6 separate regions of the Mus musculus genome follow, and regions 1, 2, 3, 4 and 6 are each linked to region 5. A link is a contact called in public HiChIP or PLAC-seq and promoter capture Hi-C data. All regions are on one chromosome and are shown on one strand. The core of a region is the stretch at or near the end of the contact, and the rest is flanking DNA. Distances in the headings are between cores, read along the strand shown. Region 1 has its middle 290 kb from the start of 1700012I11Rik. Region 2 overlaps 1700012I11Rik (RIKEN cDNA 1700012I11 gene). Region 3 has its middle 180 kb from the start of 1700012I11Rik. Region 4 has its middle 200 kb from the start of 1700012I11Rik. Region 5 holds the start of Zfat (zinc finger and AT hook domain containing). Region 6 has its middle 250 kb from the start of 1700012I11Rik.

What was found. Promoter capture Hi-C pulls out the DNA fragments that hold promoters and counts their contacts. HiChIP or PLAC-seq counts read pairs in DNA pulled down with a chosen protein or histone mark.
Region 1: a contact with region 5 is called in a promoter capture Hi-C map of the HPC-7 cell line, with 5 times the contacts expected there. The contact joins the enhancer-like site here to the promoter of Zfat in region 5. A contact is called at or near these places in 2 of 39 promoter capture datasets (the C10 cell line and the HPC-7 cell line) and 2 of 115 datasets of contacts at active chromatin or transcription factors (bone marrow-derived macrophages and large pre-B cells).
Region 2: a contact with region 5 is called in a promoter capture Hi-C map of pre-B cells, with 4 times the contacts expected there. The contact joins the enhancer-like site here to the promoter of Zfat in region 5. A contact is called at or near these places in 6 of 39 promoter capture datasets (the 3T3-L1 cell line, the C10 cell line, embryonic stem cells and 3 more) and 5 of 115 datasets of contacts at active chromatin or transcription factors (bone marrow-derived macrophages, epiblast stem cells, extraembryonic endoderm stem cells and 2 more).
Region 3: a contact with region 5 is called in an H3K4me3 HiChIP or PLAC-seq map of bone marrow-derived macrophages, with 6 times the contacts expected there. The contact joins the enhancer-like site here to the promoter of Zfat in region 5. A contact is called at or near these places in 2 of 39 promoter capture datasets (the C10 cell line and HPC-7-derived erythroid cells), 6 of 115 datasets of contacts at active chromatin or transcription factors (the NIH/3T3 cell line, bone marrow-derived macrophages, memory CD8 T cells and 2 more) and 1 of 9 other capture datasets (macrophages).
Region 4: a contact with region 5 is called in an H3K27ac HiChIP or PLAC-seq map of acute myeloid leukemia, with 2.6 times the contacts expected there. The contact joins the enhancer-like site here to the promoter of Zfat in region 5. A contact is called at or near these places in 13 of 39 promoter capture datasets (the 3T3-L1 cell line, 3T3-L1-derived adipocytes, the C10 cell line and 8 more), 5 of 484 Hi-C or Micro-C datasets (embryonic fibroblasts, erythroid progenitors, neural progenitor cells and 1 more), 11 of 115 datasets of contacts at active chromatin or transcription factors (the NIH/3T3 cell line, VIP interneurons, acute myeloid leukemia and 8 more) and 2 of 9 other capture datasets (embryonic stem cells and macrophages).
Region 6: an H3K27ac HiChIP or PLAC-seq map of acute myeloid leukemia shows a contact between it and region 5, with 5 times the contacts expected there. The contact joins the enhancer-like site here to the promoter of Zfat in region 5. A contact is called at or near these places in 3 of 39 promoter capture datasets (the 3T3-L1 cell line, hippocampal neurons and second pharyngeal arch cranial neural crest), 4 of 115 datasets of contacts at active chromatin or transcription factors (acute myeloid leukemia, bone marrow-derived macrophages and embryonic stem cells) and 1 of 9 other capture datasets (liver).

What each region holds. Positions count from the first base shown.
Region 1 is chr15:67,511,845-67,516,832 of GRCm38.p6, forward strand. No RefSeq gene overlaps it. Among named protein-coding and RNA genes, the nearest start is that of 1700012I11Rik, 290 kb to the left of the region's middle. Within about 2 kb of position 2,422, at least 15 of the 459 cell types and tissues checked have an H3K27ac peak or open chromatin away from gene starts, as enhancers often do. A contact at or near this core is called in the HPC-7 cell line and bone marrow-derived macrophages, where this site is marked.
Region 2 is chr15:67,286,404-67,291,352 of GRCm38.p6, forward strand. The region is part of intron 5 of 1700012I11Rik (RIKEN cDNA 1700012I11 gene); the gene reads left to right. Among named protein-coding and RNA genes, the nearest start is that of 1700012I11Rik, 62 kb to the left of the region's middle. Within about 2 kb of position 3,603, at least 77 of the 459 cell types and tissues checked have an H3K27ac peak or open chromatin away from gene starts, as enhancers often do. A contact at or near this core is called in pre-B cells and pro-B cells, where this site is marked.
Region 3 is chr15:67,402,723-67,407,142 of GRCm38.p6, forward strand. No RefSeq gene overlaps it. Among named protein-coding and RNA genes, the nearest start is that of 1700012I11Rik, 180 kb to the left of the region's middle. Within about 2 kb of position 3,004, at least 34 of the 459 cell types and tissues checked have an H3K27ac peak or open chromatin away from gene starts, as enhancers often do. A contact at or near this core is called in the NIH/3T3 cell line and bone marrow-derived macrophages, where this site is marked.
Region 4 is chr15:67,422,552-67,427,215 of GRCm38.p6, forward strand. No RefSeq gene overlaps it. Among named protein-coding and RNA genes, the nearest start is that of 1700012I11Rik, 200 kb to the left of the region's middle. Within about 2 kb of position 1,535, at least 14 of the 459 cell types and tissues checked have an H3K27ac peak or open chromatin away from gene starts, as enhancers often do. A contact at or near this core is called in acute myeloid leukemia and liver, where this site is marked.
Region 5 is chr15:68,256,836-68,261,375 of GRCm38.p6, forward strand. Zfat (zinc finger and AT hook domain containing) reads right to left here and starts at 2,021. Exons shown (of 16, transcript NM_001145888.1): 1 at 1,833-2,021. The coding sequence starts at 1,851.
Region 6 is chr15:67,478,544-67,483,384 of GRCm38.p6, forward strand. No RefSeq gene overlaps it. Among named protein-coding and RNA genes, the nearest start is that of 1700012I11Rik, 250 kb to the left of the region's middle. Within about 2 kb of position 3,343, at least 42 of the 459 cell types and tissues checked have an H3K27ac peak or open chromatin away from gene starts, as enhancers often do. A contact at or near this core is called in acute myeloid leukemia and bone marrow-derived macrophages, where this site is marked.

The sequences.
Region 1 (4,988 bases), core at 1,172-3,671, 740 kb before region 5:
ACATGAAGGCTCATAACCATCTGAACAGATACAGTGTACTCATGTACATAAAATAAACAAATAAATGAATAAATAAACAAAACTTTTAAAAAACTAACTAATAAACATGTATTAAGGAGCGAATAAATGACAGGCATAGGGGCAAAGCTTTGACCTTCACCATCAGTAAGCAGCTCTCAGTCTGTCTACTGTTCATACATTCATCTTCCTTTGTTTGTCTCTCTCTCTCCATCCTCCATGTTCAAGATATGATATGAGAGAGGTTGTCAGATCTATTATCCATCCTCAATCTTAGGAGTGGGGGGATTTATTCTTACCCACTTTGCATATGAGACAACAGAAATGACCTTAAGATTAGCTTTCATTTTTCACCTCTGATTTTAAAATTTAGAAAAATTTAGAATTAGGCACTGATTAATTTTGAAACTTTTCTTGGAAAAAACTCTTTACATCTAGTGTGACTTCTATATAAAACTCAAACCCCAAATTGCTAGAATATTAATCTCCAGGAAGTTCTGCCCGTTTAAATGGTATCCACATCTCCTGTTTCATTATCAGCCTTCATGTGATTTGACAGGTTTGAGATGTAGACCATGTCTAAAAGAATGGAAATGATTGTAAAGACTGGTCTGTCTCACTGTCCTCAAATCCTGATGATTATAGATATCATTTCTGAGCTCTAGATGCAGAGCCAACCAGGAATAATAAATGAATTTTTGAGATGATTAATGAAAACTAGAAGGTGTCATATTTGAGGAGGGGCTCAATGGGTGAACAGCAGATTCCAATTTATGCAAAAAGCCAACTAAGGCATCTGGAAGGGCATGCACAATTGCAATTCCATTTTACATCATTATGCCTTGAAAGAGCACATGCAGCCCTGAGGACCGTGCTCATCACAGTCAGACTACCCTGGTCCATGGAGTCTTCTACATTTCCCTTTGACTAAAGCTGCTACTAAGAGCTGCACTTGGGAGCCCAATGGATTTTTTTTTTCATGTGGACCACACCAGACTCATATTGTAAAACTACACATACTTTTATGGGCGTTTTGAAAGGAAGACGATTCAGTGGCCACACATTTGAGATCTGAAGAGAGCTGTAGCCCAAAGGAACTTAGATGATGTGTCAAAGTGACTTCTGCAATACTCTTTCAAGCATTAAGGCATTGGAAGATGTTATTAAAATATCAGTCCAGAAAGGCACCAATACTGTTGAAATCTCACCCCTTCTATTCTTCATGTCATTTCTGAGATACACAACCTTTTAAAAAAATTACTAGTTCCTTTTCAAAAATTTATTTCATTTAATATGCCAATAAATTGGTCATTATGTCTACCCTAATGCATTAACGTAGCATAACAGTATGGGGTAAATTATAAATTGTTTAATAGTAAGATTTATTGTTAATTTCCCATGACATTGGTAGAAAAAATTCAGACCACGTGTTTACTCTTGGTCCCTAGAATGATAGAATAAAGAATAGCTTGGAAGAGTAGGTACATTTCAAATAATATGAACCAAGTTTAGGAAATTTCTCAAATTATTAGTGTGTGTCCATGTGTGGGTATGCATGTGCATGTGTGTGTGTATGTATGTGTGTGTGAGTGTGCATGTGAGTATGTGTATATGTGTGTGTGTGTGCATGTAAGTATTCGTGTGTTTGCATGTAAGTATTCGTGTGTTTGAGTGTGTGTGTATGCAGGTGAATATACCTGTTAGTGTGTATTTGTGTTTAGTGCATCAGTGTTTGGCATGATGTATGTGTGTATGTGTTGTGTATGTGTATGTGTGTGCAGATGCACATATGAAAGTCAGACAACTTTTTAAAAAAATTATGCTTATTTATATCCCATACAACTTTTGAGAGAAAGTTCTCTGCTTCTATCTTGTAGGATCCTGGCACTAAAATCAGGTTGCCAAGCCTGTGCACAAGCATCTTTACCCACTGAGCATCTTAAAGGCACAGTTTAGCAGATTCTTTTTTTCTAAAACTCCATTGTGTACCAAGCAATTTTTCACCATCTCTTATATCACCAGCCATGACTAAGCTGCCCAGTGACCCACTTTCTCCATCTAGGCCTCACTTCCCAAGGTTTCTAGGATTTTCCCCAAATAGTGCCACCCTCTGGAGTCCAAGCACCCAAAACATGAACTGGGGTGAGGAGCATTTTAAATTTAAACCATAATACTGTGGTTGAGTCAACAGCCCCATAAGCCTAAGACTTAGATTTTCCACAAAGTAAGAAACAGCCACAGGCCATGAATTCCTTGAACATCATGGAAATCTTTTGATAAGAAATGCCCATTTACATGTCTTAAACCCAACTTTCTCAGATTCTTGTTGACAACTTCTAGGTTTCCCATTTTTCAGTTTCTGCTACTAAAAATGACTCACATGACTTAACGATGCTGACTTTCCCTCCCCCTGCTTCCTTATTTCTTCTCAGCAGAAATTCTGCCCCAAGCTAAAAGGAACAGGGAGAGCACATGACCCTGCACTTTAAACAAGTAAGAATTAAATATTTATTAAATGCCAGCTCTACACTTAAGCACTTTCCCTACACCATTCCAAATATTCTCCACAATTATGCAAATCAAATCAAATTGCTCTTACATTTAAAGATGATCATGGAAACCGAGGGCAAAATAAAAATTGGTATTCTCTTTCACACATCCAGGGTAAGTAGGCACAAGATTCCCCCCCATGTGTATCCTTTCAGAACACCTTTTCCTCTCCAATGTGATAGGCCTGCTTGAATCTTACATGAGGCCAACTAAATGTCAGATCAGCAAGATGCTAGGAACACCTGGGCTCCACAGAGAGAAGATGTTTGGGCTCAGGATGGAGATCCACTAGGGGAAAATGTCTGGGCTCCACTGGGGAAAATGCCTAGGTTGCATTGGGAGGTGATGCCTGAGGGTCCCTGAAATATATGCCTAGACTCTACTGGGTGAAGATGCCGGAGTTCCACTAGGAGAGATATCTGGCTCCACTGGGAGGAGATACAACGGCTCTGTTGCGAAGGTATGTTTGAGATCCACTTGGAGAGATGCCTGGACTGACTGGGAAAGGATTCCTGGGCTCTACTGGAGGAGGATGCTTGTCATCCACTAGGAGATAACATCGTTTCTTTGAAAAACAAACAAACAAACAAACAAACAAACAAACAACAACACATACTGTGTCAGCTGCAAAAAAAAAATCTTCCACAACACTGTAACATTAGCTATGCATATGTACAGTGTCCAACTTGACAGTTGCTCAATTTGTTAGATGAACGGGCTCATTCAAATACCATTGGTCATACACAGTGGGGGACTGATATGCTAAGCTCTCTACAGAGGGGTTTACAAGGGACTTTTCTTATCATCAATGTGTCATGACTGACGCTTGTTAGTAAGATCAGAAGCCTATGCTCAAGTACCTTTGGCTCTCTGAGAAAGCCGGTCTGGGAAACCAAGGGGCCATTATGGCCAATCACTGTCTTATCCAGCAACATAAACTGGGAATTGTTTCCCATGTGCTGTTCATGACAACTTATGGTTGGCCACCTGTCTCTGTTTTATTGCCTATTAATCTTTAATATTATACTAGCTGGCAGCATAAAGCCACCATTTGGAAGCCCCAGTACGTTAAAGAACAATAGCCCTATAGACCCTGCCAATTCCAATTTCTTGAATGTTTAGGGTCATTAAGTGGAAGAAAGACAACCCCTTCAAAGTCATTATGCTTCCAGTGTTCAGAACCAGCAGCAGCTGTTCTTGGCTGGTGTGGTTCAATTCTTCAAAAAGACACAGTTCTGTTCTTGAAGGGCTAAGCTTGATAAACTGTCAAAGTATCGGCTTTCAAAATGGAAACGTGAACATGCTACGTACACATGACCTTCCTTTTTAGTTTTATTCGTCTAGAGGTTTATGTGTTTAGCCAGAGCTATATTTTGGGTTTTGTGTTAGTCACTGAGGAGGAATATGAGAGAGTCAGGCATGGACCTTCTTAATCAAGAGAACAAGCAGTCTATGTGCATTCATAGGAATCACTGCAAAGCTATCAACTAAGTTAAATGAAATCGCAGGTAAGCATGGAGTTTCTTCCATGCATTCTTATATTTTAACTACATAATAAGTGATGTGTTTTTGTTTTCAGTTTTTATTTTTTTTATAGTCCAGGGATCTCACTCTCATGCTGTAATGTTGAGATGAGTACAGCCATCCTTCCAAGCCAGATGGCATCGGGTATTTTGACCTGAGCATAAAGGGGACCCTGTATCATCATAGAAACATAATGTTGTACATCTACAGATGGATAACTGACCAGTGCGTGTTACGGTCATCCATGGTTTACTTCAGATGCTGCCTAGACTTTTTATGATTTTTAATACAATGCTTCTCAAGCTACACATGATAGAAACAATTCCTTCTGTTAGGATTAGGCTCTGAAATTTTTACTGATATTTATTGTTTATGTGGTTTGATGTTTGAAGAAACTATTTGTGCTCCCCCCCCCATATTTATCAAATCGTCAAACTTGGATTTTTTTTCATGTTCCCCTTGGATTATTCAGGTTATGACTTTTTACCTCAAAATGTTTTGTCTTCCCTTTTGGAGTAAGAAGTTCAGAAAAGCAAACTTTGGTCATCATCGACTCTTATTATTAATGGAATTGAAATCTCATAGGGTAGCTAGAGTGTGAAAGACAGGAAGAACAGGAGTGCTTGGCAAAGGGAAGCTGCCACTTGTCACTGCTCACCGAGAATCACAATTATGAAGCATGTATACAAATATCATACCTTGACTTCCTGGTCTTGTGGATAATAAGATTCCTCTGATACTTTGGTCTTAAATATTTATCTAATCACCCTTTATATACACTAACTCTGAGATAAGTATTAGTTAGTTTCCCTGTTGCTGTGATAAAATATGCTGGCAAAGCAATGTAAAAAAGAAGGTTTTTTTTTTTTTTTTCCTGGTTCACATATTAAAGGTAC
Region 2 (4,949 bases), core at 2,353-4,852, 970 kb before region 5:
GACCCATTTGGTATTAAGAACTTTGTGAGGTGTTGTGTAGGAGCTTGGAAGATAATGTTGAGAACAGTGCAGAAGATGGAGGCCTGGCTTGTAAAATTTCAGAGGGAAGATTAAAGACTCTTTTCAGGGCCATTGCTATTTTGATTGTGAAGATTCTGTGGTTCTGGTTAGCTGGGGCTGAAGAATCAGCTGTGATTAACAAGATACCAGAACTACTAAAGTGAAAACTTTAAATTACTGGGACTATTGATGCTGGTTAGCTGGAGCTAAGAAATTAGTTGTGGTTAAGAAGAGACCAACATCATTGAGGTGACATCTTCTGGGAAGTGTTTTCTGAGAGCACAAAGAGGCTGTGTTCTAGAGATAGCTAAAGTTGTACCTCGTGCAGCAGCAGGACTTGGTAATGTGCAAGAGTCACCCAGGTGGTACTGATTTTGAAGGCATGAAGGGGTCATGCAGAGCAGCTGAGGCTCGGCACTGTGAAAGGCCATGGAAGGTCTTTGGTGAAGGTGCAGCCTCAGTTGCAATTGATGGCCCAGGTTTGAAGGGGTCATGCAGTGCTTTGGAGATGCCAGTACCATGAGATGACCACCAAGAGCAGCAGCAGCAGTGGGGTACAGGCATCTGAAGCCTAGAGGATGATGCGTGTGCTACAAAGGGCAGAGCTGGAGAAGTGACCCAAGCTCTTGGAGGAATCCAGAAGTTCGTGAGTGGATCCCAGACATGTTGACAGTTGGAGTTTGATTTTGCTTTCCATTGTGACTGTGCCTTGATGCTTTTCCCTCTTGAAGGAAGTATTTTAGTGGAACCCACAGTTAAGAGACTTTTAATTGTAAAAAGGCTTTGGGTTTTAAAAGAGATTTGGATATTTTAAAGAGATTGAAATTTTAAGAATTTGTAAAGATTGTGGGACTTTTAAAGTTATTTAGATCTTGGGGATGAATAAGAAAGTAAGGGTTGTGGCTTAATAGTGATGTGTTTGTGTGTCAAGTTGACAAGGGGTCAATTGTACTGGCTTGTTTTGTGTGTCAACTTGACACAAGCTGGAGTTATCATAGAGAAAGGAGCTTCAGTTTGGGAAATGCCTCCATGAGATCCAGCTGTGGGGCATTTTCTCAATTAGTGATCCAGGGGGATCGGCCCCTTGAGGGTAGGACCATCTCTGGCCTGGTAGTCTTGGGTTCTATAAGAGAGCAGGCTGAGCAAGCCCAGGGGAAGCAAGCCAGTAAGGAACATCCCTCCATGGTCTCTGCATCAGCTCCTGCTTTCTGACCTGCTTGCATTCCAGTCCTGACTTCCTTGGTGATGAACAGCAGTATGGAAGTGTAAGCTGAATAAACCCTTTCCTCCCCAACTTGCTTCTTGGTCATGATGTTTTGTCCAGGAATAGAAACCCTGACTAATACACCATCTAAGCTCTGCTCCTCAGAAACTCAATTCCTTCAACTAACAGCCCTGCCAAGGTCCCAGGACTTCCCCAAACATTGCTACCAATTGGGGACCAAGCATTCGAATACATGAAACTTTGAGGAGCATTCACATCTAAACCATGGCAGCATCTGAGGCCCATTTTCTTTCCCTCCCTCCCTCCCTCCCTCCCTCCCTCCCTCCCTCCCTCCCTCCCTCCCTCCCTCTCGTCCTCTGTCTCTTTTCTTCCTTCCTTCCTTCTCTCTCTCTCTCTCTCTCTCTCTCTCTCTCTCTCTCTCTCTCTCTCTCTTCCTTCCTTCCTTCCTTCCTTCCTTCCTTCCTTCCTTTCATTCCTTTATTCCTTCTTTCTTTTGGAATTGTGGACAGAATGCAAGAGTGTCACAAACATAGTTCATACTGGGACATTTGGTTCTTGGGTTAATGAAATCCTAGAATTATTTCTGGGTGGTCTGTGGCTTCAGACTTCTTGCAGTGGTTTCTGGGAGTTTCCAGGGACTCAGGGAAGGATTGCCACCACATCAAACCTCCTCCCTGAGCAAAGCTTCCCCATTAGTTAGAATCTAGTAAAGCAAGAGAAGGCCTGCATCCTGTCTCTTGCTAGGTAGGGAATACCAAGTGTGTTGTGGTCAGCTGGAGCCCAGGAATGGAATTTAGCAAAAATGACAAGAGCCCTATGCTCTGGGCTTATGTTCTGGGTATTTCCTTGCGTAGTCATATTTTAACACCTTTGAGACTCTCTTAAAAGGCCTATCAGTCATTCATGCTGAATGCAAATGTATATACCTCTGCCAACATCTCCCAAATAATTGCCAGATGAGAGGTGGGACTTTGAAGAGGCTTTGGACACAGTTCTTTCCTCCAGGAAGGAAATGTAACTGATGAAACTACTATGACCTCAATGTTGTTGGGGCAAAGTAGTGTGTAGAAAGATAAGCATTAAGATTGGGGCCAAGCTGAAGATAAAGGAACTTAAGTAGGTGATGTCTCTGGAGGACAGTGGAGGTCAGGGCCCCTGCACTGGGTTTGAGGACAGTTCATGATGCTTCTGGGATCTAAGCAATTCAGGTAGGTAGAGTGTAGAGGGCACTAGGACACAGAAGGGGTACTGAGAGTATAAGGGGAGTAGACATGATATAAAGGGCCTGTGGCTACATAGTAGCACTCTTTCAGGACAGAGGGGAACCTTTAGTGGGTGTTAAGTAACTCACCCTTTTCTCAGATGAGTTTGGATACATAGAGAGTGAACTGCTAGACATCAGGAGAAATGAGATTCCAGGAGTGTGGGACCACCAACCGTGTGGGCACAGTGATGAGAAGCCTACCTCTTCTACTTTGCTTGCCACCAAAAAGCTGGATCCTAGCCCACCTGTACTCCCAAGGCTCTGGGTAGTCTTCTTAGATGGGTGTTCACCCTCTTTTTTCCTGGAGGAAGCTACCACTGTACTTGTCTGTGGAGCTTCTGACCCACACAGTGATTTCTGTGACATGATATCTGGAGCTTGTGACATGATATAGGAGTTCTCTGTGTGTTTGCTCTAAGACTGGAAGCAAAGGGCAGATACAGTCCTTGACCTGCCAAGTATTAGATGTTAAATACCTGTGGTGCCTGTACCTGCAGGATGCCCCACAATGCTGGTATGCCAGGGCATCGCAAGGACTCTGTCTCTGATTTTCCTTGGGTCTAGGCAGAATCTCCAATAGGATCTTGAACTATGGAATAAGTGGATAATATATGAAAAAACAAAAAAGAAAAATAAGGGGGATGTCTCTCTCTGAGTCTGTTAGTCTCCTTGACTCCCATTTCTAATCTTTCTCCATGGCTTTTGTCTGCTCCATTAACTCTTCTCCTGGTATGCCATGTGTGGTTGTTCAGACTCTACATGGTATAAGATCTACCAGCTGCAAAAGGACCACCAGTCAGTCAGTAACTGATATGAGAATATAAACATTTGTAGAGATGTGAGTCTCACCACTGGGCCCCAGCGCATTAAGGGAGAAGGCTTTTGATACAGAGCCAGGGACATACTCTAACCACAGATGTGCTCTGAGCTTCTCTTGAGGCCCCTGTGCTTACTACTTGCTGGTCTTTTATGCAAAAATCTCACTCCTGTCTAACACTGATGAGGCTCGGTGGGTGTAGAGCTTCCTGTCAGTTGCACGGTTTTCTGATGGGCAGGAAACTCAAGCTTGACACAGGAACTGTATGAGAGGCAACAACCCAGACTGCATGAAAGCCCTCAGCTTTTGGCAGACAGAACCTCAAGCGAGGTTGCACACCAGGAAGGAAAGACAGCAACCAAGTCTGAAAATCTCTGTAACAAATAGAACTGAAAGTGACATTTGGGAAGCTCTTCCCCAGTTGGCCCTGCCTCTCACCTTACCTTCATGCTTACATACAGCGACTTGGGGTCCAGATGACACAGCATACATTTGACAGTCACTGACTGCAGAACAGAAGACTATAAGAGCTTCATGATGGAAGGAGAAAAAAGATGGAGAGAGAAAACTTGCCAGCTGAGGTTTTGTTCCTGTGCAAGAAGCTCACTCCATGCATCCTCTAGGACTTGACTACCAGCAGCCACAGGAAGGAGGACTCATTACTGCCTCATCCTCAAAGACCTGTGATTCTATCCTTAAGACCAATTGAAGACAGGACACCTGCCCTGCTCTCCTAATCAGTGAACTGCAAGCTTGCTTTGCAAGTGACTGCTCCTGGCTGGCACTTTGAAGTCTTCTGAGAGCATGCAGCAAAAACATCCTGGAGTTAGCTAGGATTCAGTACTGCTGTGGGCTTGCTTCTTAGATGAAAGGCTGACAAAATCTGTCAGAGATAGGAGAAGGTGTTTGCCAACTATTTTTCCAGTGTCCCTAGGGTGTTCTCATCAAGAAAGTAGTGGGAGATGCTTCAACACTGTCCCTAGGGTGTCATCAGCAGGAAGTCAATAGGAGATGCTTCAACACTATCCCCAGGGTATCTGCATCAAGGAGGAGGTGGGAGATGCTTAAACTCTGTCCCCAGAGTGTGAGAACTGACTTGAGCTGAAGAGTGTGTGTGTGTGTGTGTGTGTGTGTGTGTGTGTGTGTGTGCACACGTGTGCGTGCACGTGTATGTGTTTTCCATAACTAAGACTCGAAGGGCCCCAGAAGAGTGAAGCTAAGTCCAGGGACAGATGTGACTCTAGGATCTACTGATAGAAGATATGAGTCAGACAACCCAGGTGCTCCTCACTCCCTGATGAAGCTCCTCCCCACTGTACAAGTGATTCACTCCTGTGTTTACTTCGGGTAGCCAGAGATCAGTTTGCTCACTTTTTCACTCTGCCCAGGCTTAAACCATCATTGTGTAATGTTGTAAACTTTAAGAAAGGGCAACTGTAGGATATGTTTCTCAGATATCTAATGAAACCTTGTGTCTTAGTTGGAGTGTTATTGCTGTGAAGAGACACCATGGCCAAGGCAGCTCTTATAAAGGAAAACACTTAATTGGGGCTGACTTACAGTTTCAGAGGTTTTGTCCATTA
Region 3 (4,420 bases), core at 1,754-4,253, 850 kb before region 5:
GTGATGTGGAATTGTCAAGGAGAAAGGAAAAAAGCCTGATAGATACTTCTGCTTAAGGTTTTTAAATTCTTGTCAGCATCAGAGAGAGAATTTAGAGACATGGCAACTAAGGAATTGGAGGGGGTTTTATTATAGAACAAGGTTGAATTCAGGCAGTCTCCAAACAAGTTATGCCCATTGGCATAAGTCAGTATATTTTATCATTAATGTTTATTAGTGGGAGGATAGTTTATGAACTAACTGAGAGGAGTGAGAAGAGAACATACAGCTTTTAGGTTGTGGTCTTGTCCTTCATTGTGTGAGAAAGCATGTAGATTTTTGTCATGATTTGATATGCAGATTCTCCACATTTGTTCTCTCTCTCTCTCTCTCTCTCTCTCTCTCTCTCTCTCTCTCTCTCTCTGTGTGTGTGTGTGTGTGTGTGTGTGTGTGTGTGTGTACGTTGTCCACTGTTGGATGGGGGAGGGAGACATGTCAAGGGCAAAGCAAGACACTGGATATCTGCTGTATTGCCTTGAGGCGGGGATCTCTTACTGATGTAGAAGCTCACCATTTTGGCTAGGCTGACTTTTCTGTAAACGCCCAGGATCCTTGCTAATGCTGGGGTTACAAGCATGTTCATGCTTAACCTATTATGTTAGTACCGTGGGTGGGTTTGAATTTAGGTTCTCACTCTTACAAGGCCAAGCACTCTTATCCACTGAGCCATTTCCCAGCCCTTCTCTATGGTTTTTAAGACACAAGAGACCTGAAGCTGTGAAGCTAAGGAGTCTATGTTTTTAAAGCCGAGTCTCTGATACTACAGGAATCTGCTCTGGGAAAGAGTCACCTAGTAAAGCTTGGCTCTTTCCTTATAACTCCCTCATGCCTGGCTCAGATGGTGCTCTTAGTTTGGGGGTGCAGACAGAGAAAAGGGAAACAGATTGTTAAAGGTCTGAAAGTCGAGAAGGTCAAAATGGAGGGTCATTTCCAGTTGTCTATCAGTAGATGAGTAAGGTTGACGAAGCTCTGTCTCATGTTGCCTATAATATGTCTATTGTTCTGAAGTTGGCACTGCTTAGCATGGGAGGCAGGCCATGTTGGCTCTTGCCACTGTAACCTTGGCACTACTAATTAAAGGATGCTGGTGGAAAGCCACCCTGGCATCCACAAATCCCAGGGAGGCAGCTGCATTAAAAGCTAACATTCAGTTTCTAGGGCTTTGGGGCAACCTGTGGTGGGAAGTAGGTGGTGTCCAGGAAACTTGGTCCTGGAAGAGTATGTGCAGCTCCTGGTTACAGGAGAGTTGAAGGGGAGGGGAAGGAGGCTTCTCTGATCACCTTCCGAATCCTGGAAGTACTGAACCTTTGGTGATAGTTGGGGAAGGTATTCCTTCCTTGCCTAACTCCTTTCCATACTTTGCTTGGCCTCTAAGGACATTTTTTTCCAGGATAGAAATAAAGTGGCCTTGAGAGGAGACATGTGGGTCCATTGTTTGAAGCCCACTTGAGATTTTGTTTTACAGTACGTAGAGACAAGGGAGGGAGATAGAGAACAAGAGATGGGGGGGGGGTGAGAACAGGATCATGAGTGTTCTCACCCTTGAGAGTTTGATAGCATGGCTGTGGGTTTGAACCCAAATTCCCACCCTCACCCTTGCAATATGCTGGACGCTTCCAGGGAGCAGCTGTCCCTCTCTTATCTTGTCTCTCCATGACTTGTATCAGCACTGGTAGTGTCCAGCTCAGAGTTGTGAGGAGAAATAAATGAGTTTTTTCCATCTAGAAAAAATGAAACATTAAATGATTAAAGTAAAAGTAAAATAAGAAAAAAAAAGTAAAATAAGATGCTAGTGTGTTACTCACTACCTGAGCACCAGATACTAAGGGCTTGTGAATGTCCAGTTTCATTTCTATGGCTTGCTACCATTATAATGGAGCCTATTGCCTATTGTCAAGGCTTTGGACCCTCTCCTTCAATGCTTTACTGAGTTGGAAGATACACGTGAGTTATTTTGTCTCTTTCACTGTATATATAAAATCATGCTCCAAGGCTCAAACTATATTAGATATACAATTACATATACGCTTAAATATACATATATGTATATACATATGTTTTATGTATATATATAAAACACATTAGTGCACACATATATTATCTGTTATCTATATGATAATATGTGCACATATATAAAATATTTGTGTATATACATATGCACATCTATGTCTACATTATATATATATATATATACATACATACATATATATACATATATATATATATATATATGATCTATGTGTAGTTTGGAATCCTAGGTGACCCCACAGCTTTCAGTTCTTAGTTTGGCTTTTTAGACCTTTCACTCTGTTCTTGTTTATGACCCAAGGACCTTACAAGGCTAAAGTGCTAATGTCCATCAGTCCTGGCTTCATGCCTCTCCCTAGCTCCTTGACACTCACTTCTTTGCCAACTGCTGCTGCTGCCCTGAGATCACAGTGTTGGAGGTAGAAATTCCTCCCAGTGCTGCCTGTGGTGACACCACATTGTGTGTCACTAGGCAGCTGAGTGATCTACTGGCTGAAATTCCATCTTTTTCCAGGATGAAGTTAATCCACGTTCATCCATGTGCTTCCTGGTGCTAAAGCCCTAGTAAGATCTTCTCGAGCCCCTGCCTCAGAGGATTCTGACTCACTTGGCATCTGGCCTCACGTCTCCTAGACACCCTCTAAGCCATGGGCCCCTACACAGGTTATTGGTGCTTTAAGTCTTATTCTACATCTGGTATAACTTTTATAATGCAACTTTTATTGTGAACTAGTAGTCAGGCCAGTCATGCTACCCCAATCTTACAGTTGAGGAACCAGCAGGCATCTCTGCTCTATATTATCATACAGCTAATCCTTGGGTCCTGGAAGTGCTGCCTGTCATCTGACTCAGAAGTCTTGTTCTATGTTCTGTCTCTTGATGTAGTGAGAGAGCTGAAGACACGTGGCACTTTTGGCTACAAGCCCAATGACTTTTAGTGTTGTGCCAGGCCCTGCTCTGAGCTGAAACCAGAAGTCACAAGCTCAAAGCCTGCATGTCGTAGGAAGCTGCCAGGGGCATTGATGTTGGGGGCCAGAGATAACTGTGTCAGTGAACTAGCTTTGAAATCTGCCAAGGGAGAGGATGGAGCCTAACCCTTTACAGGACATGTGTTTTACCTTAGAAGGACCTGTGGGAGGCTAAGGTTCAGTATTGCCAAATAGATTGAAAATGCCATGCACTGGGGACTTTAGGGAAAATTACTACTTGAGAGTACTAATACTCTGTGTGTGTGTGTGTGTGTGTGTGTGTGTGTGTGTGTGTGTGTGTGTGCATGTTAGCTATAAAAACACATATGTCAGGAAAATTATTCAGACAAGCTACCACTTCTGTACTTCTGCTGTAGACTATTTTATATCTTGATAAACTATTTTGTTAAAGTGATTGATAAACATAATTAGTCTATGTTTGTTTGGTGGGTATATTTTACAAAGCTACCTTAGCTACCCAGGTACATAATGGCCATCCAACCAGGGACACAATGACGAAGACAGCTTGACTTATGGTGGATAGGGGAAAGTAAATCAGGTGGGGGATGTTGGTTTAATAGTAGCACTGGTTTGGAAGGCCCTATGGTTGAAATACCTGAGAGTAAGCCTCGTGGCTGAGCAAGAGAAAGGCTCTGCTCTTCCAATCATTCCCAAGGTGGTATGAAGCACACACTTCAAAGGGACAACCTCAGGTATGAGTCTGCAAAATTCCCAGGGTAGGACATGGGACCAAAGTGACCCCATAAATGCTAGTCATGGGGCCAGCTCTATCTGTGAATCCCAAAGAAAGATAAAAACATGTGGACTTGTCTGTCCAAAAATTATCAATAGTTTTTACTTATTTATTAATTATGTGATATAAAATTATATATTTACATAATATGTATAACATATTATATCTGAAATAAATATTAATATTAATAATAATAATAATAAACACAGAGAAAGAAGAAGATACACTTAATGGAGAGCCCATCAGAACATCATGCTGAGTGAAGTGACTGTTCAGCCTAAACATCCTTGAAGTCTGATCTGGGAAGATATCATTAGCTAGTGGAGTCAGTAATTTCTGAGCAGTTACTATGTGTTTGACATGACCTAAAGTCATGCCTATTTTTTTCCTATTTATTTATTTATAAATTTCCCTGTTGTCTTCTCTATAGCCTCATGGAGCAGATATGTGTATGATTCCATTCAACAGGAAAGAAAAATGAGGCACTGAGATATCAGGTCACTTGTTCAAGAGGTTGCTGGAGAATGGCAGGCTCCCACTTAACCCAGGCAGTCTGACTCTGAAACCCACAGTCGGAGCTGTCTGATCATTTCTTTCTACCACATTATTTTAGATTGCATTAGTCTCCACT
Region 4 (4,664 bases), core at 285-2,784, 830 kb before region 5:
ATTTCCTCCCTTTCAATAATCCCTGGGTAGTCTCTCATTACCTTTTGGATCTGGTCCAAAGGTTCTTTTTAATTATGAATCCGACTATTTGTCTCCATTTCATCTCTCTGGAAGTGGCATGCCGTTTCTCTCTGACTAGGAGGCAGCAACTTAGCACGTCTAACATTTCTTCAGTCTTTGACAGCCACGCCTGAGACCTTGAGGCAAGAAAAACCAGGCTGAAATCGAGAAGAGCAATTGTTTTGTAATGGGGAGGATGAAGGACAAATGAATGCTCTACTTCTGCAATGTGTGTGCATGTGTATATATCAGCTGGGGCTGAATGAGTTCAATTTAATCCTTTTCAAACACACAGTGAGCATCTCCTGGGATAGGGGCATGCTTACTTTATAGCTTATAGACATGTATCATGTGCAGAAGAAGTCAAAGTTTGGTTGGTCAAGAAAAATATGAAATCAGTTTTATTTAACTTAAAAATGAAAGTGTGTGTACGTGCATGCACACACACATGTGTTGATGTACATTAACAGATGTTAGGTGGGATTTACTGAAAGGATACTAGAACAGTCTTAAAAAAATATTCAGGAATACCATAGACCCATAGACATAGGATGGGGCCTTTGGGATTTTATCAGTCAAATTATAGTAGGGTAAAACAATGTCATTTTAGACTTCCAAACATAACACATTGAATATAGAGAAGTTACTCTCTAACCTGGGAAATGATGAGAATTCAAACAGTGGTTACAAACATTCCAGGACAACAATAGCAAAAAGCTTACAATGGCCAAGGATGCATGGAAGATGTGATGAGTAATGCTCAAATTAAGAAGAGGGCTCAGTACTAAAAGCCAGAACTAGAATTAGGAACAATGAGGTGGGATGCTTATTTTTGAACTGAACTGAAGCTAGTGGCTGAGACCAAACAATTGCTGAAGATACCAGAGGAAAACGAAATGATGTGAAGGGGTCCCTGGATTTTTTCTCTTTTTTTGCCATTGTCTTCTATCCATGTTTTGCATTGGCTAGGACATGCCATTCCCTGTACAGCCAGTAGAGAAGAATGAAGGATTTTCGAGGAATCAGGCAGAGTTATGAGCCCTTGCCATCAAGATTCAAGAACATTATTCTAGTGCAACTCAGCCCAGTTATCTGTGGTCCCTGGCTTTTTCTCTTCCAAGTTCAAGTTAGGAATGTGATAGCCATGGCTTGATTTGGGTGATCTCTTTGGATGTCTGGCTATGAGCAAGCTCATAGTACATGATGATCAAGGCGTCACACTAGCTGCAGTCTGGGTTTAAATCATGGATGTGTCTCTCATTGGCTGAGTGATTTTGGAAAGAAAATTTGGCCACAGCATTGTTTTTCCAATGAAGGAGATAACCCTGTTCTTCTCACAGTTCTCTTAGACCTGTGGTAAGGCCACCCTCCTCCCACAAACTCCCCACATATATACCGACATCAACCTGGTCAGAATTGTTTACTTTAAGCAATCCTGTGGTGTCCTTGTGTATGCCATGACCTAGTTCCTGTCAGGTCAGTAGCATTTCCCCATCACATAAATAAGCCTGCTGTAATACAAAAGTGCAGTGACCAGCGTGACACAGAAAGTAGGATTAAAATTTAATCCATGAATCTCCACGTGGGGCTAGGGTGGTGATGCAATACTCATTCATGTGAAGGGAAAGTAAGTGTTCCCCTCCTTCTGAGCATGCAGCAGAGCCATCTAAACACTGTATCAGGAAATATGGTATATCTAGATATCACAGTTTGGGCAGGAGTAGTGGTTAGGAAAGGAACTGAAAGATCCTTAAGTAGCCCTAGAGAAATGACCACACTCCCTTTGGAAAGCTGGTACTGGTCTATAGGAAGTCCTTACATGTTAATGAGAAGAGATTGAAGGAGATCTGGGTGCTCTATAGACCCTGGTCTTAGGGGAGGGCTTTGTATGGGCTTTACTATTAGATGGAAAACACTTAGCCTTGTTTCTATTCTTCAACATATCCCACATGGTGAAGGTGTTTTCTCTTTCTGGGGTCTTCAACTTCTTTAATTAATTTTTCTTTGCCTCTGTTTATCATAATCACTTATCTACGTACTTGGCTTTGGATTGCTTTGGGTTGATGCTTTGATTCATTTCTTTTCGCTTTTCTTGCCTCTTTTGTCTTCTTGTCATCGTCTTTAAGCAATCTGGTACAACTATCCATCTACATTGCATTGTAATAGATGACGTTTGGAATCTAGCAATGATTAAAGTGTACAGAAGGCTATCTGTTGGTTATATGCAAACTTCACACAGTTATGTAAAAAGAGCTTGAATACCTAGAGACTTTGCTCTTCATGGGAGTTTTCTAGAATCAGTTCTTCTTGAACACTGAAAAATCCTAGTATATGCATATGTCTTCACAAGGCTGTCCTTCAAGTATGCCTGTCTCATCCAATGGAATTATCTTTTTTTACATATCTTTGTTCAAATTTCCATCATTTGCTAAAAACAATGCCAAAAGTCACTCTCTTAAGACTCATGTGGAACCCATGATAATCAAATCCTAATGATTACACTTTCTAAGCCACTATTTTCAAATACATCTTATTCACAGATATGTGTAAATATGACTTGTTAGCTGACACAGTTCAACCCACAGGACCTACTATTATGCACTCAGCATTGCTAACCTGTTACTGGTGTTACCTCTATGAACTCCTTTCTTCAAGGCACCCTCAAACCATGGGGACCAGCAAAGAAAGTCTTTCTTTATACCTGGCCTTCAGACTTATAGCCTTTGTCTCCCTCTTCCCTGTAGAGTTAAACATTTCTCATTTTTTAAAAAATATTATTTTAATCAGTACAACATGTATATGTCTAATCTCCAGGGAATAGAAATTTAGCTCCGTGGCATATCTATGCAAACGTCTGCCAGAACGAGGCTGATCTGCTAGCTCAGGATTTAATAATAATAAATGGGGAAGAGAATTAAATTAGAGAGAACAAGAATAATCACCCGTCTCAGGTTCTCTTGGAAAAAAAAATTCAATCGCTTTCTGGGGAATCCTTACTCTTCACGGTTCCAGCACTCAACTCAATTTTCTCTCTGAAAACTAGTAGATTCAAGCGCCTTCCTGGAAAAAAAAACTGAATTAAAGCTATGCTGGAAAACTTTCAAGGACCCAAGAGAGCACAATCCAGCCTTGCTGGCTACCAGGTCTCTGTCCCAAGCATTCGACCTTGCCCTGTGGTGTGAATGCAGATAGAAATAATACACAGGGAAACAACCTGTTTGTGTTCCTAGAAAACTTTATTTACAAAACCAGGTAGGTAGCATGCTGGTTTTGACAGGAGTGACATGGGATCACACAGCATCCCAAGGAATTGAGTCAGAACTAGAAACTGTCTTGATCTTATCCCAGTAATCTCAGTGAGAGATGGTTGGAGCACTCTGCAAAGCCAGTTGCCACTTGCATATTCACCATTCTCTGTACAGCCTATCTCATACATTTTGGAAGAAGTTTGGGGGGAGGGTCTTTCCTATGGACCACATAGCTCTCTAAATATCTTTTGAATGTTCCATCTCCCATGCTGTCACCATCTACTCCAGGAAACACCTTAAATACCGATAACAATATTTTGGCCAACATTTCTTTAATTCCTTTCCCTCTCAGGTTACTTTAATCCTGTGAGATGTTGGTTTTAAACATATAATTAAAAGACAAAAGGCAGGTACTACCTGGGAACGTTACCTGGGATGGAGTAAAGAGGTAATTGGCTTCTGGGAGTCAGGTCCTAGCTGATTCTGCAGGATAAGGATGCTGACTGAGTTTATGGAGGAAACAAGGAAAGCCATTTAGCTTCATTGGATCTGTAGCTCAAAGGTCCTTGGGAAAATCTTTGGAGTCATAGCTTGGCACTCCAGTGGGCTTTATCAGGGCTAGTGAAGAAGTATGTAACCCCTGAGAAGTACCTGATCGCTACAATAGTGTGATAGTGCAGAGATTGGGGGAGTCCAGCCTGGTGCATAGAGACAGTTTAAAGAATCATGAAACAATTTTGAAAAGGTATCTTTTGGTGTTAAATCCCCAACAGTGATTGGCTTAAAAGCTTGTTTGTGAGAATGTTACTATTGGAAAGTTGTAGAACTTCTAAGATGAGTTTTAGTTGAATGACTAGGTCTTTGGAGGGGTACCCTCAAGGGGAGTAAGGTACCCCAGAACATTGCTTTTCTTTTGTTTATGAGGTGAGTGGTTTTGATTCATAGCTCACTCCCTAACATGATGTGCTACCCTGCCACAGGCCCTAGGGGCACCAAGGCCAACTAAGTGATCATGGACAGATACCTCTGAAATATCAGACAAATAACCTTTCTCTAATATGATGATCTCAGTTGTGTGTTGTAGCACTGGAGAGCTGACGAGCTTGGGAGGAGTTAACTAGGCATGAGGAGAGCTTATCTGGATCTGAGACCATGTGGCTGTTTCTCCATGACCATCATAGTAGGCAGTAAGAAGTGCAGAGGCCGGGCCAAGCTCTGAAGCCATATGACCAACCCATTCTCCCTAGGAAGGCATTCATTGTGACACCTCGACTGCACACATTCTGATTCTTATGAAGCGTATTTTTAAGATGTGCTTGAATAGAAGGGTAGTTGGCTTTTGGGTGAAGAAAGGCC
Region 5 (4,540 bases), core at 771-3,270:
ACAGCCCCTGCCTCAGGAGCTCTCAGGAGCTCTCAGAGTCTCTCAGGAGCGGCTCTCTCCAGCAAAGCTGTGAACAGTGAGAGACTGCCTCTGAAGGGAGTACCTGCCCCTGGAAAGTTTGACACGCTGAAAGCTTAACAACCCCAACAGGTGACAAGGGACAAACCATTAGGCTAAATCCCCCTCTATTAAACTGACCCATCTTGATAGAGAGGTTTTCAGGGGCAGCATGCATGAGACATCTATAAAAGAAAATGAGAGGAGGAGAAACAGTGTAATCACCCAACTCTGACTAGGCCTGCTCTGAGCAGCCACTAGATTCTCCTTCAAGACAGCGATAGCTGAGAAGCTGTTGTGTACACTACAAGGTGGGAAAAGAAAGAAGCAGAAACCTTTGCACCCAAAGCAAAAGATACCATGAAAAAGAGACCAACACAGAACAGAGCTGGAACACACACAGAACAGAGCTGGAACTGGGGCAATGACCACCCAGCCTGTTTACCACCCAAAGCCGCCTTTCCAACACCAAAACGGGAAATTTCCCAGAAACGAGCTGACAGAAATACATTTTGTTCAAACTATGAGCCTTCTTCACTTGTCATGGCTGGAAAACAGAAAGATAACCTGTTTGGGGCTTGTTGTGTGTCCCTTTGACCTATAGCCACTCTGTAGCACCAACACTAATTTCACAGATCAAGTGATAGGTTCCAAAGCTAAAGGTGGAGAGTAGTGGAGGTAAGCCCCAGGAACGTGAGTTTTCTGTCCCCTGTATGGATGGACCCAGGCTCCAGCAGGAAACCACAGTGACGTGTACAAATGATCAGCAGCTCCTTCACTCAGTCATTCAATAGAAGGTCACCCCTACTAAGAGCCTGTCTGAATTCCAGGGGACAGTGACAAAGGCCAAGCAAACATATGGTTCACATTGTTTTCCAAGCCAGAAGTCCGATCTCTTTAAAGCTCCACTGTCAGGAATCTGGGCTCTCAACTTTTCTCTTCTTCAGTGAATGACCAACTAAGAACAACCAGGAGACACTGGCAGCGACCCTCGGAAGTCAGGGTCCAAGAGTCTAAATTGGTGTCAATCACAGGCTAGAGGTCACAAGCTTAAGGTTAAGGGGAGTCACCAGGGGTTAAGTGAAAAGTCTACCCTTCCAATGAGACCAGCTAAAGCAGCTTCTGGCTAGACAGTCTGAGGGCTGCCTGGAGGAAGTGGCCTGGAGCCACTTCGTTCAAGCGCACGAGGACAATGCCCTACAGCACTGGGCCAAAGACAGAAGGCAAATGACTACTTGCATGGGACAGGGTCACCCGTGATAAAGCCCATCTCTCTCATTGGCCGCTCCCTCTGAAGGTCACTAGAGAAGGCTGGACTTGAAGCACGTCCTGGCTAAGAACACGGGGTTGATCACTGGGAAGGGGAAGTCATCTACTTTACGAAACTGTTGACTAAGCAAGAAGCCAACTCAAAGCTCACACAAACAGCGGCAGGCAACGGGACTCGAACACCTATGCAGCCAGACGCCCGCGGATGGCCGCTGGCGGGCGCCCTGGCACCGCCCACAGCCCTGGAAACTGCTCCCCAGGCGCGCAGGGCGCTCCCCTCGCTTGCTCTCCACCGCCTCCCTTTTTTTTCTTTCCTGCGGCAGGATCAAGCCAGCTTCCAAACGTGGGCCGCAGAACGCTGCGACGTCGGCGCTCCGCCCGCCCGTGGATCCCTCCGCCGGCCCGAGTCTGCGCGCGGCCTCCCCACTGCACACCACGAGCGGTTTCCCGCGCGGCGCCGCGCCCCACCCCCACCCCGCCGCGCCCCAACCCCCATCCCCGCTCACCTGCCGTCCGCGTCTCCATGGCAACGCCCCCACGGCGGAGGAAAAAAAAAGCCTCGGGCTCTTCCCGGCTCCCTCCCGGGCTGAGCGAGAAAGTCGGACACCCTGAGGAAACTTCGCTCTTTATTTTGATTTTTTTAGGGAAAGAGCCGGAGAGGTTATGGCGAATCTGCGGCATCCAACATGGCGGATGGAGTCTTCGCCCTCCTCTCCCCGGGGATCCGACGCCTACGTAGCGACGTCGGTCGCGGGGAACCGCCCTCGGCACGCAAGGCACAGTGCGCATGCTCGCGGCTACCCTAGGTGCCGGCCTCTCGTCCCGGCGTTCTGCGCGCTGTTTTGGGCCACGCCCGGGGCGGGACGCTGTGATCCTGGGACGTGGGAGTCAGGACCCGGAATGTCCTGAATCCTCTTCCGTGCGGGGACGGCTGCGAGTGGGCAGGCTAGTGCGCCCCTTTGCATACTAGCTTTTCCGGGGCTCAGTTTCCCAAGTTGCCGGTCGGGTTGACTAGGTGTAGTTGGCCCAGGCAGGCTCTCCCAGGGTCCGGGACGAGCCGGGTTGGAAGTGACAGTGCCTCGCACATCTTTTTTTTTTTTTTTTTTTTTTTTTTTTTTGGAAGCTCAGTGACCACCTTTCCGTTTTTTATGTTAGGAGCTTAGAGCCCCCTCCGCACGCTGCAGGAAGCGTCTGTTCCACGTAACTTTGATAGAATATATTTCTACCGACATCGAAGTCCCTTATCCCTACCTATCTTGGTCAGCTTTTTAGCATTCGAAACTGGGAATGAGTTTTAGAGTTGGCCAATTAAGTATATATATAATAATAACAGTCGTACTTGTGCTGGTAAAGCTATCTTTTAGAAAGGTTTTTAAATTAGCCATTGTAAAAAAGTACTCCACACATACAGAAACAAGAGAAAAATGTTAAAAGAAGCAGGACGGAAATGACCGGCGTCTGGGCAGCCCTGGTTTGTTTTTACAGTGCTGGTGAAATGCTGAGTATAGTCCTTCTGTAGTGTTTAGCTTGGAGTGCTCCTCAGACAGCTCTAGGTTCCTCTCTCTTACCCCCACAGGTCGAGGTCATGTGTTTATTACTTCTTCACATTCAGTTGCGCATAACTGTTTGCTACCCCTTTCTGCCATGGACTGAGTTTGCCGAGCGGAGAGAGGGTCCTGTCACAAAGGCCCCTGGGTCTTTTAGTCTTTGCCTACCCATCACAGATTTCATAGTAATGCTACTGAACGACTGAATGAGCTCATTCATTTTGTTCACTTTTTTAAAAACAAAAACCAGAAACGTTGACGTGCCTTTGGGCAGTGAACCTTAAGATGACTGGTCTAATTCTTCATTCTTCTGTTTAGTACATATTTAAAAACATCTTTATTTCAGTGGGCAGGTGAGCAAAGGACAGGTGTTCAGGAAGGTTGTGTAGCTTTTTTGAGATCACATAGACAGTCCATGAAGTGTGTGGCCCCACCTTTCCACAACCCACCAGATGCCGGTAGACACAATGTGAGGAGAATCAGGAAGTTGTTGCTTCACCTCCACTAACTTCTGCCTCAGGGAGGGCTGCGTGGCAGGGGAACAGTAACATCTTTCATTTGAAAATGAACTAACCAGAATGCTGCATTGATGTGATTTCCTTTTTAGAACTCCAAATATTTACACTAATTTTCTGTCAGGACATGTGAGTTGTGCTGGTTGCTGACAATACTGGTTTTGTGCTGGGCTGCCTTTCTTAAAAAGCAGCACTGAAATACTATTGATTGATTAGCAGGTGGGTCGATTGCTCTTGAATGTTGTAGCCAAAATCAGTTTTGGAAATGAAGCTAGTTAACATATATCTCAAAACTCAATGGCTCCCAAACAGTAAAGCCAAATTTTTTTTAAGAAGAAGAAGAAGAAAAAAAAAAAAACTGACTGTAGATGTGGTCTTGAGGGGGTGAGGGGTGGCTGTGATTTTTCTCCACTATTCCTTCCTTAAATCTACTCATTTTTTCAAAAAAGACTTATTGCATATCTTTTCCCAGGCTGGTCCCAAGAAGGAGGAAATTAGTAAGGAAAGGGACGGAAGGCAGTTTTGTGAATGGAGACACCACAGTTGCTTCCTCACCTTCTTGTGTGGCTCACACTTTCAGATGGGGACATGAGTGTGCACTTAGAAGGCAGAGGCTAGCTTTCAGTCTTCTCTATTGTTGTGTACCTCATGTTTTGAGATAGGGCCTCTTGCTGAACCTGAAACTCATTGTCTGACTAGCCTGGCTGGCCAATGAACCCCTAGGATCCTCCTGTCTCGCTCAGCACTAAGATCACAAGCCCACCACACCTAGCGTTTTTTAGAAGGTGCCTAGAATCCAAACTTAGGCCCTCATGTTTGGGCAAAAGAGCTTTACCCCTGAGCCATCTCCTTAGCCCTGACTGACATTTTTAATCTTTACATTTCTAGATGCCTTCAGTTAAGAGAGAAGAACTAATGGAATGAAATGGAAATCACTGAGAAGTTCATAATGAATATTCTCATGCTTTATTGGTTCCTAGAGGAGCTCGGTCCCAGCTTGCCCACTAGTGGTAGTCCACCTATCAAGAGGGCTCAGGGAGGAATCCGTGTCCAAATCTATGGACATGACATGCTATTTAGTTATATGAGAAATTTAGTGGCCTTGCATAATTAAATATATTTGTAGCAATATTAAATAATTATATCAATAGT
Region 6 (4,841 bases), core at 2,093-4,592, 780 kb before region 5:
GCTGTGACTAATTCCCAAGGCAAAAGGCAGTTCTTGATGAATTGGTTTGCATCCATTTCCAGCAGCATCCTGTACTAGATACTCTTGTGGATGATGCTTTCACTCTGTGCAGTTTCCTCTGTTGAAAGAGGAGCTTGGGGAATAATGGCCACCCAGGCTGTCTGAGCTAGACAGGGATGTGGAGTTGATGTCCACATCTATCATTTTGGGCTTGAATTTAGACATCCTTACCTACTTCTACTCTGAGTTTCTCTATCTCAAAAAGAAAGAGGGATGATTGGAAAATAGTTCATGAGTGCTACCCACCACCTCCCTGGTCCCCATATAGCATCCATTGTTAATTCTTTCTGGCCACCTGTCTCACTCAGCCCCATTGATCTTTGGAATAGTGTCCTAGCTGCTGTGAGTTAGTCCATGCTAGTTCAGGAAACAAGCCATACTTACACTAGTAAACTAATTATGAGTGTTCTTTGTTTGCTTCCTGTGTGTGCTGTACCATGTTCCACTCTCACAACATTAGGTCCCAGTCTTATTCCCATTTCACAGATGGAGAAATGGCACAACCTTATAGTTTTATGAAAACCAATTAAGCTGGGAGCTGTGATCATCCTGAGAAGGTCCTAACTGAGAGCAGGAAGAAAAAAATTCCTACCCATGTATCTCCTTCTTCTGGAGAGTCCTAGATAGATGCTTCTTCCTCCATCTTCTCAACCAAGGTCTACACTTGTGTCTGCTACAGGAAGCGTGTCAGAATCCATTCGTCAGAGTGACAGCAGTAGGGAAACTTCTGCTTTGGGACCATATGCACAGAAACCCAGCGGGTGTAAATGTTTTCTACTTTGTGTCAGTTTCTGAACAGCCACTTACCTCAACCCATACCTGAAGATACCTACTCTCATCCATTTGCTTCCCTTATGTGGAAATTCCCTTAAACAACTTCCTTATTGCTTCCCAATTGCTCAATGTTGCTTTTAAGGGTGAAACAGGCATAGGGAGGAAGCTTGGGCACATGACTTACCATTGAGAAAAATGATCTCTTAATCGTCCTTGACTTGGGACACTGTAGTATTTTCTCAGCCTAGAGAGAGGCTGTGAAGTTAGTGTGTTTGTATGCTCCTCATTCAGTTGTGGACATTTTTAAGAATGGGAGATTTTATTTTTCCTCTTTTATCATCACGAACGGAATGGTGGAATTGAGTAGTAGTATCATGTTAGGACAGGCAGCAGAGAAAGGCCTCTCTTGGGAATACCAGTCTACTCAAGTGATGTCATCCACATTTGGCATGGGCCTTCTTTGTTAGTGCTCTCTGACATTCCCTCACACATACACTAGGTATGCTTTACAAATCTCCTAGGTGATTTTAAAATCAATTCAGTTGATAGTCAAGACTAACCATCATAGCTAGCCGTGAACATCTTACTCTAAGCTCCCTATAGCTGATCCAACAAGCATCATTTATTCCCTGGGGACTGATAGTAACCTTGGATAATTTAAGTTTTGTCTATATCTCTTTCTGTCTCAATCCAGTTTTGCTCACTCTGTGTCTTGCTAGGTCCCCTTTTCTTTGGTATTTATATCATAGGAAGGAAATTCTACTCACTCAGTGCCAAGTTCTGGCTTTTGAGTTGACACTCAGTTCTCTGAATGTGATAAAGATGCTTCCTTTCCTGTTTTATGATGCTCCTTTGCCCCATCTCTCTGACTGGTTGGCATGCGGTAATGGCAAAGGGAAGAACTGCAGGCTCTTTGAGTGATATATACCTTCCATATTAAATGTGCTGTTTTCCCAGAGCATGGTCTATAGCACTGTGTCCTTTATTCTTCATTCTTATTTTACGTGTAAGAAACAGGCTAAGTCAGCTAAAGTGAGTCTCTCAGGTTACAAATCATAGAGCTGGGTTTTAAAGTTTGGGTTTCATTACTAAAATACATAAATGGGAGGGGACATTTAGAGAGTCTCAAAGAGAATTGGGTATATATGCAGTCAACTTTGCAAGGGAGAAGCATTTTCTGTTTTTTTTTTACATGTATATTTTAAAATTTTTATTCTTTGCTTGTATATTAAATCCTGACCACAGTTTGCCCTCCTTCATCTCCTCCCAGCTTCCTCTCTCCCCCAGATCCACTCCTCCTCTGCTTCCCCCCAGAAAAGAGCAGGCCTTGCCTAAATATCAACCTAACATGGCATATCAAGTTACAATAAGACTAGGCACCTCCCCTCGTATTAAGGCTGAATGAGGCAACCCAGTGGGAGGAAAGGGTCACAAAAGCAAGGTCAAGAGACATAGACAGCCTCTGCTTCCATTATCAGGAGTCCAATAGCACACCAAGCTACACAACCATAACATATATGAATATGACCTAGGTCAGACCCTTGCAGGGCCCCTGATTGAGACCCTATGAACTCTGGTTAGTTGCTTCGGTGGGTTTTCTTGTGGTGTCTCTGAACTGTCTGGCCCCTACAGTCATGAGAAAGAAGAATGTCTGGTTTGAATGAAGATATGGGGGCACAGCTGTCACTATGTTACTCTCTGTTACTCCTGCCTCTCAGTAGCCATGAGGAAAGAGGTATTTTTGTGAAGACAGATGAAATGACGCCATTCGCATTACAGTTCTTGTTTCTGCCACTCCTTTTGATATTAACCTGCATTTGACTTTAACTTTTCTGCCACGGCCTCTGGGCCTCAGGATGGTATGGTTTTTTTGCTGGGTCTTGAGCAGAGAAAGATATAAGGAAAGTAGCATTTAAGAGTTTCTGGATTTCTTTTGGGAAATTTAATCAAGGTGCTCCACCCTCTGTGGTACAGAGGTTGAGATGGAAGAAGGTAGGTGGAAGATTGTGGCAAGGAGTAAATACACTGATGATGACTGGGAAACGTGGAAAGCAAGAAGGGGAATACTTCCCTTGTTCATACTTGTAAATACTATGTATATAAGTACTTATCTTTGGAGTTCTACTTACTACACGAAGATATTCAGATGATTTGAGACCATACTTGTCCTATTTACTTGACAGAATGCTTCTCTGGGTTCAGTGTGAGTAAACTTTCAGAAGGCAGTGAGTCAAGTGATAAAGCCAAGGCTGACACACTTAAGCATAGACACTGCCTGAATACCTCCCTGCCCTGTTCCATACAGTGTGAAAACAGATGGTGCTCAGAAAGGCTATTGCAAGCTATTTTATTGCTCCATCCATGCTTATTACATTGGAAGTGGCTCTTCTGTCTGGCTGACTTTTGGCCCTCCTCCGGAAGTTCTGTGCCAGTTTCATTGCTTCTACAGTTTAGGCCAAGTGACATGTAGGGTGTACCCTGGAAACTACTCCCAACTTCCTCAGAAAAACACTTCACTTTCAGAATGACTAAGGCAGCACCCGAGGTGCCATGGTCTGAATATGTGTGTCCTCTGTGGTAGTTATGTTGCAACTGAATCTCTAGTCCATCAGTACTGGGGGTGGAGCTTTAGGCAGGGATTAGGCAATGAAGGCCCTACACTCAGTGATGAGTTTAGCACCTTCTTAAAATGACTGGAGGGAATTATCTATACTCTTTGCCCATTTGTTTCTTTTGTCATATGAGGAGACATCCATTCCCACTGGAGAATGTACAAGAGAATCTAGGAAGTAGCCAAATTGGAAGCAGAGATTGGGTTATTGGCAGACAAAGAACCCAGTGGAACTTTCACTTTGACTTTCCAACCTCCAAAATGTCAAATAATATATTTTTATGGTGTATACTACACTTGTTATCCAGTCTCGGATATTTTAATAAAGAAATGAATTGACCAATACAATGGCCTTTAGTGCTAAGAAATAGCAGTGTCCTTTGCCTCGAAGGAAAGGGGTATAGGTCCCATTTTCTAGCATCCAGGACCTCTGATGGTAATACAGTCTCCAAAGAGATGTACTAAGAACTGTGTCTCTGTTTTGTACAAAGAACTTCCATGAGAGTCAAGCCTGATAAAGCTGTTTCCAAACTCCCTGATTTTTGTAGACTAATGTTTCACATCTTACTGACACCTAGGAGGCAAATCAAATTCTGACCCAGAGATGACTGTGGTAAAAATATCTCCACAGGATTGTTGGACTAATCTACACGAGGCTATACTACCCAAATCCGAGGTATATAGAGCAGCCTAAATTCCATGGACTTGTTGGATCTTTGAATGAGTATCTTCTTATATTTACTCATTGAGCTCTCCAGTGTCCCATGTCCTAGGCTTGGAGAAGAGAGAATACTAGAGTTAAGTTTCTTATTTTATGCAATTTACATTCTAAAGGAAAAAGAGACATTAACCTAGCTAGCAAATAATTGTAGTTAGTCCTCCATTTTTAGATGTTCCACATTCCTAGATTCAACCAATCATATGCCGAAAATATTTAGGAAAATTTTTGTACTGAAAGTGCACACTCTCCTATCATATTCTTTAAATTAGTTACAATATAGCAACTAATTGTAGAGTGTTTCATTTCAGTAGATAGCATAGGTAATCAAGAGATGATTTCAAATCTTCAGGAAAGTGTGCATAGGAGTTACACCTGAGTACTATGCTAATTAATATGAGAGACTTAAACATCTGAAGATTTCAGCATCCATTGTGGATCCCTGGACCAATCTACACTTTTTATTGATGGACAGCCAATATGTGACACACTCCAGTGGGTAATATTCTAAAGAGATTTCATGTCTGATAAAAACAAATAGAGATTACTGACTGCTTGTGCTCAAGAGAAAGAATAAGAGAGGCAGGACTGAAGAGAGGACATTCATCAGGGAACTGGATTAGAGGAGGTAGCTGTGCCTCACACATGTGCCTGTGGAAGGAGGCAGATCCCAAGCTG